3 separate regions of the Mus musculus genome follow, and all the other regions are linked to region 1. A link is a contact called in public Micro-C and promoter capture Hi-C data. All regions are on one chromosome and are shown on one strand. The core of a region is the stretch at or near the end of the contact, and the rest is flanking DNA. Distances in the headings are between cores, read along the strand shown.

Region 1 (2,949 bases), core at 200-2,699:
TAGCAAGGTCCTCAGCTTGGGAACAGGGCAGGAGTTCGAGACGCTCACCTCCACGCCCGCAAACTCTGCCCCTGAAACTCTGGCTACTTCCTCCGGACCCAGAATTGCCTTTCTGAGTAAGAGATCACCTTGTACCGGCTCCCTAAATCCCCATCCTACTTAAAAAACAGAAATAAATAAATAAAACATATTTAAAAAATGTAAAGAGCCCTGCAATCACTGGCTTCCATAGCCACTCTCCTTCTTGCTCATTAACCTCTCTGCTTCCACTTTTCCAGAATCCTTTTTGGGGTTTCAAGGTATTTGGTAAAAAAAAAAAAAAAAAAAAAAACAAAACAAAAAAAAAAAAACAAAAAAAACCGCTTGCAATCAACCAACATGGCTGAGTGCATTTGAGGCACCGGGAGCATAACTACTCACAAGATCTCCTAGGAAGACGAGAATATTGATCCCCCACCTTAAATGTATGGACTACCCAAGGTTAGCATGCAGGGCTTAATTTGGAGTTAGCGGACATGAAATGTTCTCAAGGTTCTCCTCCACCTAGGGCTGGCAGCGTGGAGCACCAAGGCTGCTCTATCTTTCCCTAGCTTTGCTCCCTTCAAAAGAACAAGGCTTTTCTCTGTAAAAGAATGAACTCCAGCCTAGGTCCAGCACCTTTGGAAGCACAGTCCTCTGAGAGCAGGGAAACTTTAGATTGGGTCACCGTAGCAGGAAAGGAGAGCCCAGACGTTTCTCCGGGAGGGGTGACACGGCAGGCCAGGGCGCAGATCCATAGCGCCCACGATGTGGCCACGTCTTGAGAACCGCCCTCGACCACAGGGCCAGGCAGCCGCGGGGAATCCCTTGGGACTAGAGGTTTCCGACTAGAGGTTTCCTCTACCTGACCGTTAGATGGACTCGGTTGTTGAAACTTTTCTTGCCTCGCAGCCCGGGCCCGAGCCACCCCCAAAGGGCCCGGAGAACTCCGAGGGATCCCAGGCGGGATGGGACATCACCCAGAGCGTCGAAGCCGCTTGCCACTACTGCTGTCACAGCCACTTGGGGAGGGGGAGACTGCAACAGCGACCCAGACAGTCCCCTGTTTGCGGTGCTGTGCTCGGGTGCGGGGGCGCTGGGCGCGCTCTGGCGCGGAAGGAAATCGCCCCGCGTCCTCCCCGAAGCGGAGGGGGAGAGCTGGGGGGGGGAGAGGGAGGGGAGAGGCGGGCGCAGGGGCTGGCCGCTCGGGCCAGGTCGGTTTTGAATGGTTCGCAGGACGAATTGTTAGACCCCGAGCAAGGGGGGAGGGGGCGAGGGAGGGGGGCTGGAAAGAGGAAACTTTCCTATAAAACTTCGAAAAGTCCCTCCTCCCCACGTCAGGCCAATGACACCGCTGCCCCCAAACTTTCCGCCCGCACGGAGGTATAAGAGCCGCCAAGTCCACAGCCCGCGCCCAACTCTCAGACACCTCGCGGGCTCGCCAGCACCGGCACCGGCTGCGCCAGGCCGGAACGGGGCGCGCTTGCGGCCGTCGGGCGCCTTCTTTTTGGACCTCGGGGCCCTCCACACCGTCCCCTCCCCCGCCCGCCTCCCTCCCCGCCTCCAGCGCCCTCCCCGCGGAGGTCCCCCCACCCCCATCCCGCCTCCCTGCGTCCTCCGGGCCGCACCGCCCGGGCCGGCGCCGAGCGCGGGGAAGCTGGCGGGCTAGGGCGCCCCGCTCCTCTGCTCTACCCTCCCCCGTCCCGGCTCCGCGAGGCCGCACGTCGCCGCCCGCGAGATGATGCAGGACGTGTCCAGCTCGCCAGTCTCTCCGGCCGACGACAGCCTGAGCAACAGCGAGGAGGAGCCGGACCGGCAGCAGCCGGCGAGCGGCAAGCGCGGGGCTCGCAAGAGACGCAGCAGTCGGCGCAGCGCGGGCGGCAGCGCGGGGCCCGGCGGGGCCACGGGCGGGGGCATCGGAGGCGGCGACGAGCCAGGCAGCCCGGCCCAGGGCAAGCGCGGCAAGAAATCTGCGGGCGGAGGCGGCGGCGGCGGCGCGGGCGGAGGTGGTGGCGGCGGCGGCGGCAGCAGCAGCGGGGGCGGGAGCCCGCAGTCGTACGAGGAGCTGCAGACCCAGCGGGTCATGGCTAACGTGCGGGAGCGCCAGCGCACGCAGTCGCTGAACGAGGCGTTCGCCGCCCTGCGCAAGATCATCCCCACGCTGCCCTCGGACAAGCTGAGCAAGATTCAGACCCTCAAACTGGCGGCCAGGTACATCGACTTCCTGTACCAGGTCCTGCAGAGCGACGAGCTGGACTCCAAGATGGCAAGCTGCAGCTATGTGGCCCACGAGCGGCTCAGCTACGCCTTCTCCGTCTGGAGGATGGAGGGGGCCTGGTCCATGTCCGCGTCCCACTAGCAGCGGAGCTCCCCACCCCCTCTGCAGGCCGGAGACCTAGGTAAGGACCGGCTCCAGGGATCGATCGGGCCAGGCCGCGGGTCCCCTGTTCACCTCGCCACCGTGCTGGGTATCCCCCCCCCATCCCCCTCCACTCTCCTCGCTGCCCTCCACCTAGCCAGGCACCGCCACCTCATTCCACCCGCATCCCTGGCAAGCAGTTCAGTCCCCACAGGGGAAACAGGTCCTAGGGTCGGGGAGAACCAGTGTGCCCAGGAGAGGTGTATGTGTGTGTGCGCGTGCGGGGGTGTGCATGACAGAAGATTGAGAAAGTCAAGCATAGGGGCCTTGTGCCCAAAACGCCATCCCCCAAACCCCTTTCTTTCTTCTTTAAAATTCCCTTCTTAAAACAACTGTTTCCAAATTCCACCCCCTCCTTTCCGCCCACCCACTTCCTCTTGCCCTTGGGCTGAAATCCTTCCAGGTTGTTCAGCGAAAATTCTCGCTGGTAGTGATAACAGGGCTTAGCGGTCATAGAAAACAGCCACAGAGACATCCTCAATAACCGACTTTCCCCTCTGGGTTTTTGCAGA
Region 2 (2,949 bases), core at 283-2,782, about 23 Mb after region 1:
TGCCCGTGAGGATGAAGGTTCCTCATCACGGAGCAGAGCACAGTATCTTCTGTGAGCAAGTCTCAGGCGAAGTTCTGATCTCCACTCAGTCTCTGAGTTGCAAGTAATTTATACTATAGCATGGGGCTGGGGGTGCTTCTGAAATCTTGGCTTTCCTTGTTATAAAGCACCTGACTACGCAATACAAGTATTGAGCGGAGACAAGGATGAAACCACAAAGTCGAGCCTTGAAATGACTTTGAACATCTGAAACCAACAAATAAAGGGGGGGGGGGGCTATGTTCAAGTATTTCTATTTGTGAAGCCTCATTGTGGAAATACCTGACTGCAATAAAAGACATTTGAAGTAATCTTTCAATCCTTAACTTGATTGTAACTTGAATTCAGGGTGCACACCCACCACAGAAGCAGATGCCTGGAGATCAATGGTCAGCTCCAAGACTGATTACTAGACGTCCTGGGCTCTTGTCATTTACTGGTGAACATCGGGATTCCTCTGATTTCTTTGTGTGCAGAACCTTCGGGAGAGTGCGCGCATCACCTACATCCTGGATATGTGTTAAAGAGAGGGCTGTTGTGATGGAGACGAAGTAATATCATCCACTTTCCGGTGTCACACAAATACCCGAATCCATTCACAATGCTTCTCTTCCTTATTTCGTCCACATACGTCACAACCTTGTCTCCATAAAGAAATGCATTTCTCTGTCCCAAACTCTTCTATCCGTTTCGGATTTGGGTGAATGAAAGTGAAAAATCCCCAGGTAGGCAGAACCACACAGCATCTGTGGTAGCTAAGCTGAAGTCGCGGGGAATTACATACAGATGCTCAGAGGCAGTGTCAGCGGGTACCTCCTTGGGGCTGACTTTCATATTTAAAATCAAACCTTTCAAGGTGGCTCTATGGTGTTGAGAACCCTGGCAAATTCTTACACACGGAAACCAGGACCCTGGGTGAGTGATGCAAGGGGGTGGGATGGGATGGACGTGGCCACTGCCACCAGCGCTCCGGGGATCAACCCTCCTTCCCCGTGGACGTCCTGTGCTCCTCTTTAGTCTGGTTTTTTAATTTTTTTTTCCTCACTGCACCTGGCCTCTGCTAGGATCCTGCTTGACTGAGGTTTAGCCCCTCACTGCTGGACTAACCACTTCGGGCGGGGTACGGGAAGGAGTCTCTTGTCCTTACACCTCAAGCGCCTCCTCCACTCGACTTCTCCCCATCCTGAGTGAACTGGAAGGAGATAGAATTTGTGGACAAGATTCTGACAGTCCCCAAAGGTCAGCATGACAGGTAGTTCTCAGTCATCCCTTAAGGGTCGTGCCACTTGTTCTCTGAGAGCTCTAACCTCCAACTTTAATTTGACAAATTCATCTCTTCCCCAAAAGGTGTCCTCGGTCTCTACCCACTTAAAGTTATTCAAACCGAGACCAAAGCTTCTGTTCGCTTATTCAGCATTTTTATCAGCTTGATTTTGCACTCTGTTTGCGGCGCCCCTGGGAAGACGTCAAACACTCTTATTCATTGTATTTAGTCACCCAGGTGCGGAGCCAGCCAGAAACAGACGGCGGAAGGAGTTTCCCGGACTGAGCTGTCACTCACCGGCCTGCACCAATTACAACGCAGATTGCTCGCGGGCCCACCTCTTTTGGGGTGTGTCACAAGTGAGTGATAGACTGAGCCGCCCGGCCCTGCTCAGCCCAGCCCACGTTGCTGCTTAGATTGAAATGCAGAACTCAAGCCTCTTTCAGCCCGGCACAGACTTCCTTTTACTCTTTCCTTTGGCACTCTTGTCGCCTCCTCCCGGGAAGAAGCCAAGGCACCCTCGGCTTGGAGCAGCGACAGGCCGGCTCAGTGAGAACAAGAAAAAAGTTTCTTTCTGGGAGTGCGGAACTGGGGCCGGGTTGGTGTACTGCTCAGAGCAATGGGTGAGTGGCTGATGGGGGACGTTGTCAGATCCGAGGAGGGAGGGAGCGAGCAGGCGAGGGCTAGAGGGAGGGAGCTGAGGCGCGCCACCGCGCTGTATTGACTCAGACTGCGTCCGTCGAGCTGTAAGCACCCTCCAAGGGTCAGTGGCGGAAAGGGTTCTGTGAGAGCCACTGGGTGACAATTGATGCCATTTTGCGATTTAAGGGAAGAGGGCCGTGGCATTGGCGAATCTCGCAGCTCCAGTGTCAATCCAAGTTTTGTTGCACACGTGTTTACACTTGCAAGCAAAACAGAACAAAAACACCCCCCCCCCAGCTTTCTCTGGACTGCGTCTAACCCCGCAGAAGGGAGGGGTAAGGCGGTGGAAGGGAGCAAGGGCCGAGTGTTTTGGTACCAGGCAGGCAAAGAGGGGCGCGCTGGAGCCTCAGAACCGATTTCCCCGCCTGCTTCGGAGAGTTTTAAGTGTCCGGAGTTGCCCTGGGTCTCTCTTCTTGTTTGTTGTTGGGAATCGCAAAGTAGGAGCGAGGTCTGGCCGCAGCTTGTTTTGAGACGTTTGGCTCAGGCCGGAACAGTCTGGTTTCGGGGCAACCCCAGTCCTTATAGAAGGGTGTCATAACCCTGCCCCTGGACGCTCTTGGAGGCCGAGTGGCAGGCGGCTGTCCCAAGCAGTTGGTGCGCGTTGTGGCGCGCTCTGTGCTCCTTTTGCAGAGCCAGCCTTCGGGGAGGTGAACCAGCTGGGAGGAGTGTTCGTGAACGGAAGGCCGCTGCCCAACGCCATTCGGCTTCGCATCGTGGAATTAGCCCAACTGGGCATCCGACCTTGTGACATCAGCCGCCAGCTACGGGTCTCGCACGGCTGCGTCAGCAAGATCCTGGCGCGCTACAACGAGACCGGTTCGATTTTGCCGGGAGCTATTGGGGGGAGCAAGCCCCGGGTCACCACCCCTACTGTGGTGAAACACATCCGGACTTACAAGCAGAGGGACCCAGGCATCTTCGCTTGGGAGATCCGGGACCGCCTG
Region 3 (2,949 bases), core at 269-2,768, about 23 Mb after region 1:
CACCTTTAAGCTTCACTTGTCAAGATTTTTAGGTCTCAAAGAGAGAAAGAAGGAGAGAGGGAGAGAGAGAGAGAGAGAGAGAGAGAGAGAGAGAGAGAGAGAGAGAGAGAACCAAAGCATTACTTTCCCCCTCCCTTGGACACCCCCACCCCCATTTTTGTGGGGTGCCTGTGGCGCGCGAGGAAAAGGCGGGGGGGGGGGAAGGAGGAGGGAACCGAGAGCGGGAGGGCCAGAGGTGGGGTAGAGAATAACCTAAGGGGAGGGATGGAAAGGAGAACGGAAGGTGAATACTGCTTTGCAACCAACTTGGGGAGTTACAAAGTGGAACCGCGGTCCAATTTGGTCGGGGTTCCGAGGTCAGGGGCTGGCCTTTGGGGGAGAAGGGGGCTGAGGAGCAGGGAGCGGGATTTCACCTGAGCCTGCCGGGGCTGCTCCTCCCTCCCGCTGCGGCCTCCCAGCCCCGCGCCTTCCCACCGCCTCCGGACCACATCGGGCTTCGCTGCGCTGAGCCCCAGTCACCACCAAAAGAGTGTGCGAGTCTGGGGATGAACCCTGGGGCTGCACTGTTGGTCTATGTGTCTGTCAGTCTGTCTGCTTCTTCTGCCGCCGCCGTCAGAGGGACACCTCTGCTCCCCGCCCCCTTTCCCCTTACCCGAGAGAATCCCAGCGGGCGGAGGGGGAGCTGAGTAAGGGAACGACTGCCTCCGGGAGGCTGTCACCGATCCCCGCGCCACCCCCCACCAAGCTCCTGGCTCCCTAGCGGACCAGCCCCCCCAGCCCACCCCACCCCGCCGCTCCCTTTCTCCACCCCTTTTGCCGGCCCAGGCAAGTACACCGCTGGCCCTCTGAGCTACGAGGCTAAGGGTGCGGGGGATTAACAGGAGAGTCCACCACGGAAGTTGCCCCATCTCGAACAAACCTGGTGCCCCTGACCCTTGCCCATGGCCTGGATACTTCGGCTTCAGAAGCTGATGCTGTCTTTCCGAGGACATCCCAGTCCCAGCACCCCAGCTCAGATCCCCGCAGTTTTCCCTTCCGATGCTTCAGTGAAAGCCCGGGCGGGGAGCCGCGTGAGCGCCCGCAGATCCGTTGCAGAGTGGAACTGAGTCTGAACCCGGGTGGAACTCGTTGTCCGGGAGGAGGCGAATATCTCGACGCCCGCAGCCCAGCGGGCGGGAGGCTGGGCTGAGGCTCGCCTCCTCCCGGAGCTCAGCCATGCAAAAGTGCACTTGCTTCCCCGGGAATAACCAAATATCTTTGTCTAAAGTGGCGGCGTAAATGGCCGGTCGCTTTGTGGCCACGCTGGATATTAGTAGATGAGGATCATTCTGCTTCAATTGGGCGCCTCTCATCCGGCTAGGAAGAAACTGCTTAGGAGGAAGTGGGTTTCCTGTCTGAGCGTTCCCAGGCTTCAAGTGTGAGCCCCGCGCCTTGAGGGTCCTTGGGCGCCTGGCAAGGGGGAGCTGTGGGCTGTGCTCCCTAGCGGGCCCGGGGGCGTCAGCCTCATTGCTGTTACCAGGTCAGGATCAGCAGCTAAGTGGGTTACCCAGCCAAGCCCTGCATGGCACAGATTTGGAGACCACCTCCGTTTTTTTTTTTTTCTCCTTGGAATTTAAGCGTTTTCGTTATTGTTTGTTTTTGTTTTGGCTTTGCTTGTCTGCTGTTCGAGCTTTCTTGGAGCGCTAGAGGCTGGGAGGGCGGAGTGCTTCCTGGCCCGGCAGGTGCCTCCTAGACACTTCGGCGGCCAGTCAAGGAGGCTTCTTGATTTTGGTTTTTGTTTTCACATTTTCTTTCCCCTCCTTGTAGTGAGGGAGCTCCCGATAATGAACAAGCAGTTTTGAACTACTTAATTCAGCAGGGTAGGCTCCTTTCCATTAATAGCAATTATAGTATGGAAAGTTGTTTTATTTGCTTTTTAAGATCTCTCCTTGAAGAGTGCTCTCTACTCCCTCAACACAAAGCCGACGACTAAACTAACATTAGCTTTCCTCACCACCTACCTCCATCGTGAAGGGAAGGAAGGCTCTGGGCATCAGCGGGCCTCCCATCTGGGCCCGCATTTTCGAACCGCCCCCGAGGTGGCTTTGAAGCAGGGAACCCCGACTTTAAGCGGCCAGGTGCGTTGTGTCTCTGTAGCTAAGGACAAGTGGAAAGCAGAGCTCTGCGCTCTCCTTTCCCAGGGACTTCTCTGGGGGGCGCTCTCAAGATGAGCTACAGCACTTTGGTCTACAGTGTCGAGAGTGCAGGGAGGGGAAGCCACGCTAGATCAAGTGAACGGCAGAAAGGGCAGGCAAAGCATAATGCAGACCTAGTCTGAAGGCGCGACCCAGATCTGCTAGCATTGGGAACGGGATCGTCTTAGGAAGTCCCTGGTCCTCCGTCTCCATTTAACCCCGTTATTTTATAATTGTTGGTGGTCATAGGAACACCAAGGGTAGAGTGTCATTTGTCTCTCCCGGTTTTAGTGCCACTTACAGAAGGAGGTAATTCTTCAGAAGGTTTTTTGGTGAGATTTAAGCAAAATCAGGCACATCAAAACACGCCCAAAGCTTTGAGGGAAGAAAATTAAGCTCACTAACAAGGTCGATATTTCTGTGTCTGTGGTTAATATCAAATCCATTGCTTCTTCGGGGGGCCTGTTAGTCTGGAGTGAAAGGTTTGTTCAATCTTCTACAGTCTCTGAGCCGTGCAGCCCGGACCTTCAAAAACACCAGCAGGTGGCCAGTTTGGGAGAATGTACACAAGCTGCATCTTAGCCCTACTGTAACTAGGGGCCCCCATCCCCAGCCGCACAGCACTAGGTGAGGGGCTGAGCTTCAGTCAGAGTTCGAGGGGAGTGATGCCTGGCAACCCCCATGCTTTACCCTGAAGGGGAGGGGAACTGGACTGAGCTTCAAACTTCTCCTGCTGGCACCAATGCCAACAGCTCCCATCTAGAACTGGGGGTGA

Evidence for each region. Promoter capture Hi-C pulls out the DNA fragments that hold promoters and counts their contacts. Hi-C and Micro-C count contacts between places; a contact is called where the count stands out from the background.
Region 2: a promoter capture Hi-C map of hippocampal neurons shows a contact between it and region 1, with 5 times the contacts expected there. The contact joins the promoter of Pax9 here to the promoter of Twist1 in region 1. A contact is called at or near these places in 2 of 39 promoter capture datasets (cranial neural crest and hippocampal neurons) and 2 of 484 Hi-C or Micro-C datasets (cerebellum and embryonic stem cells).
Region 3: a contact with region 1 is called in a Micro-C map of embryonic stem cells, with 15 times the contacts expected there. The contact joins the promoter of Nkx2-1 here to the promoter of Twist1 in region 1. A contact is called at or near these places in 1 of 39 promoter capture datasets (hippocampal neurons) and 2 of 484 Hi-C or Micro-C datasets (both in embryonic stem cells).

What each region holds. Positions count from the first base shown.
Region 1 is chr12:33,956,222-33,959,170 of GRCm38.p6, forward strand. Twist1 (twist basic helix-loop-helix transcription factor 1) reads left to right here and starts at 1,450. Exons shown (of 2, transcript NM_011658.2): 1 at 1,450-2,417; 2 at 2,949. The coding sequence starts at 1,757. The coding sequence ends at 2,377.
Region 2 is chr12:56,693,939-56,696,887 of GRCm38.p6, forward strand. Pax9 (paired box 9) reads left to right here and starts at 1,533. Exons shown (of 4, transcript NM_011041.3): 1 at 1,533-1,926; 2 at 2,636-2,949. The coding sequence starts at 1,923. Gm15524 (a long non-coding RNA gene) reads right to left here and starts at 829. Exons shown (of 3, transcript XR_003950120.1): 1 at 1-829.
Region 3 is chr12:56,535,390-56,538,338 of GRCm38.p6, forward strand. It overlaps Nkx2-1 (NK2 homeobox 1), which reads right to left and starts at 1,519. Exons shown (of 3, transcript NM_009385.3): 1 at 920-1,519. Gm26973 (a long non-coding RNA gene) reads left to right here and starts at 1,801. Exons shown (of 6, transcript XR_872771.2): 1 at 1,801-2,117.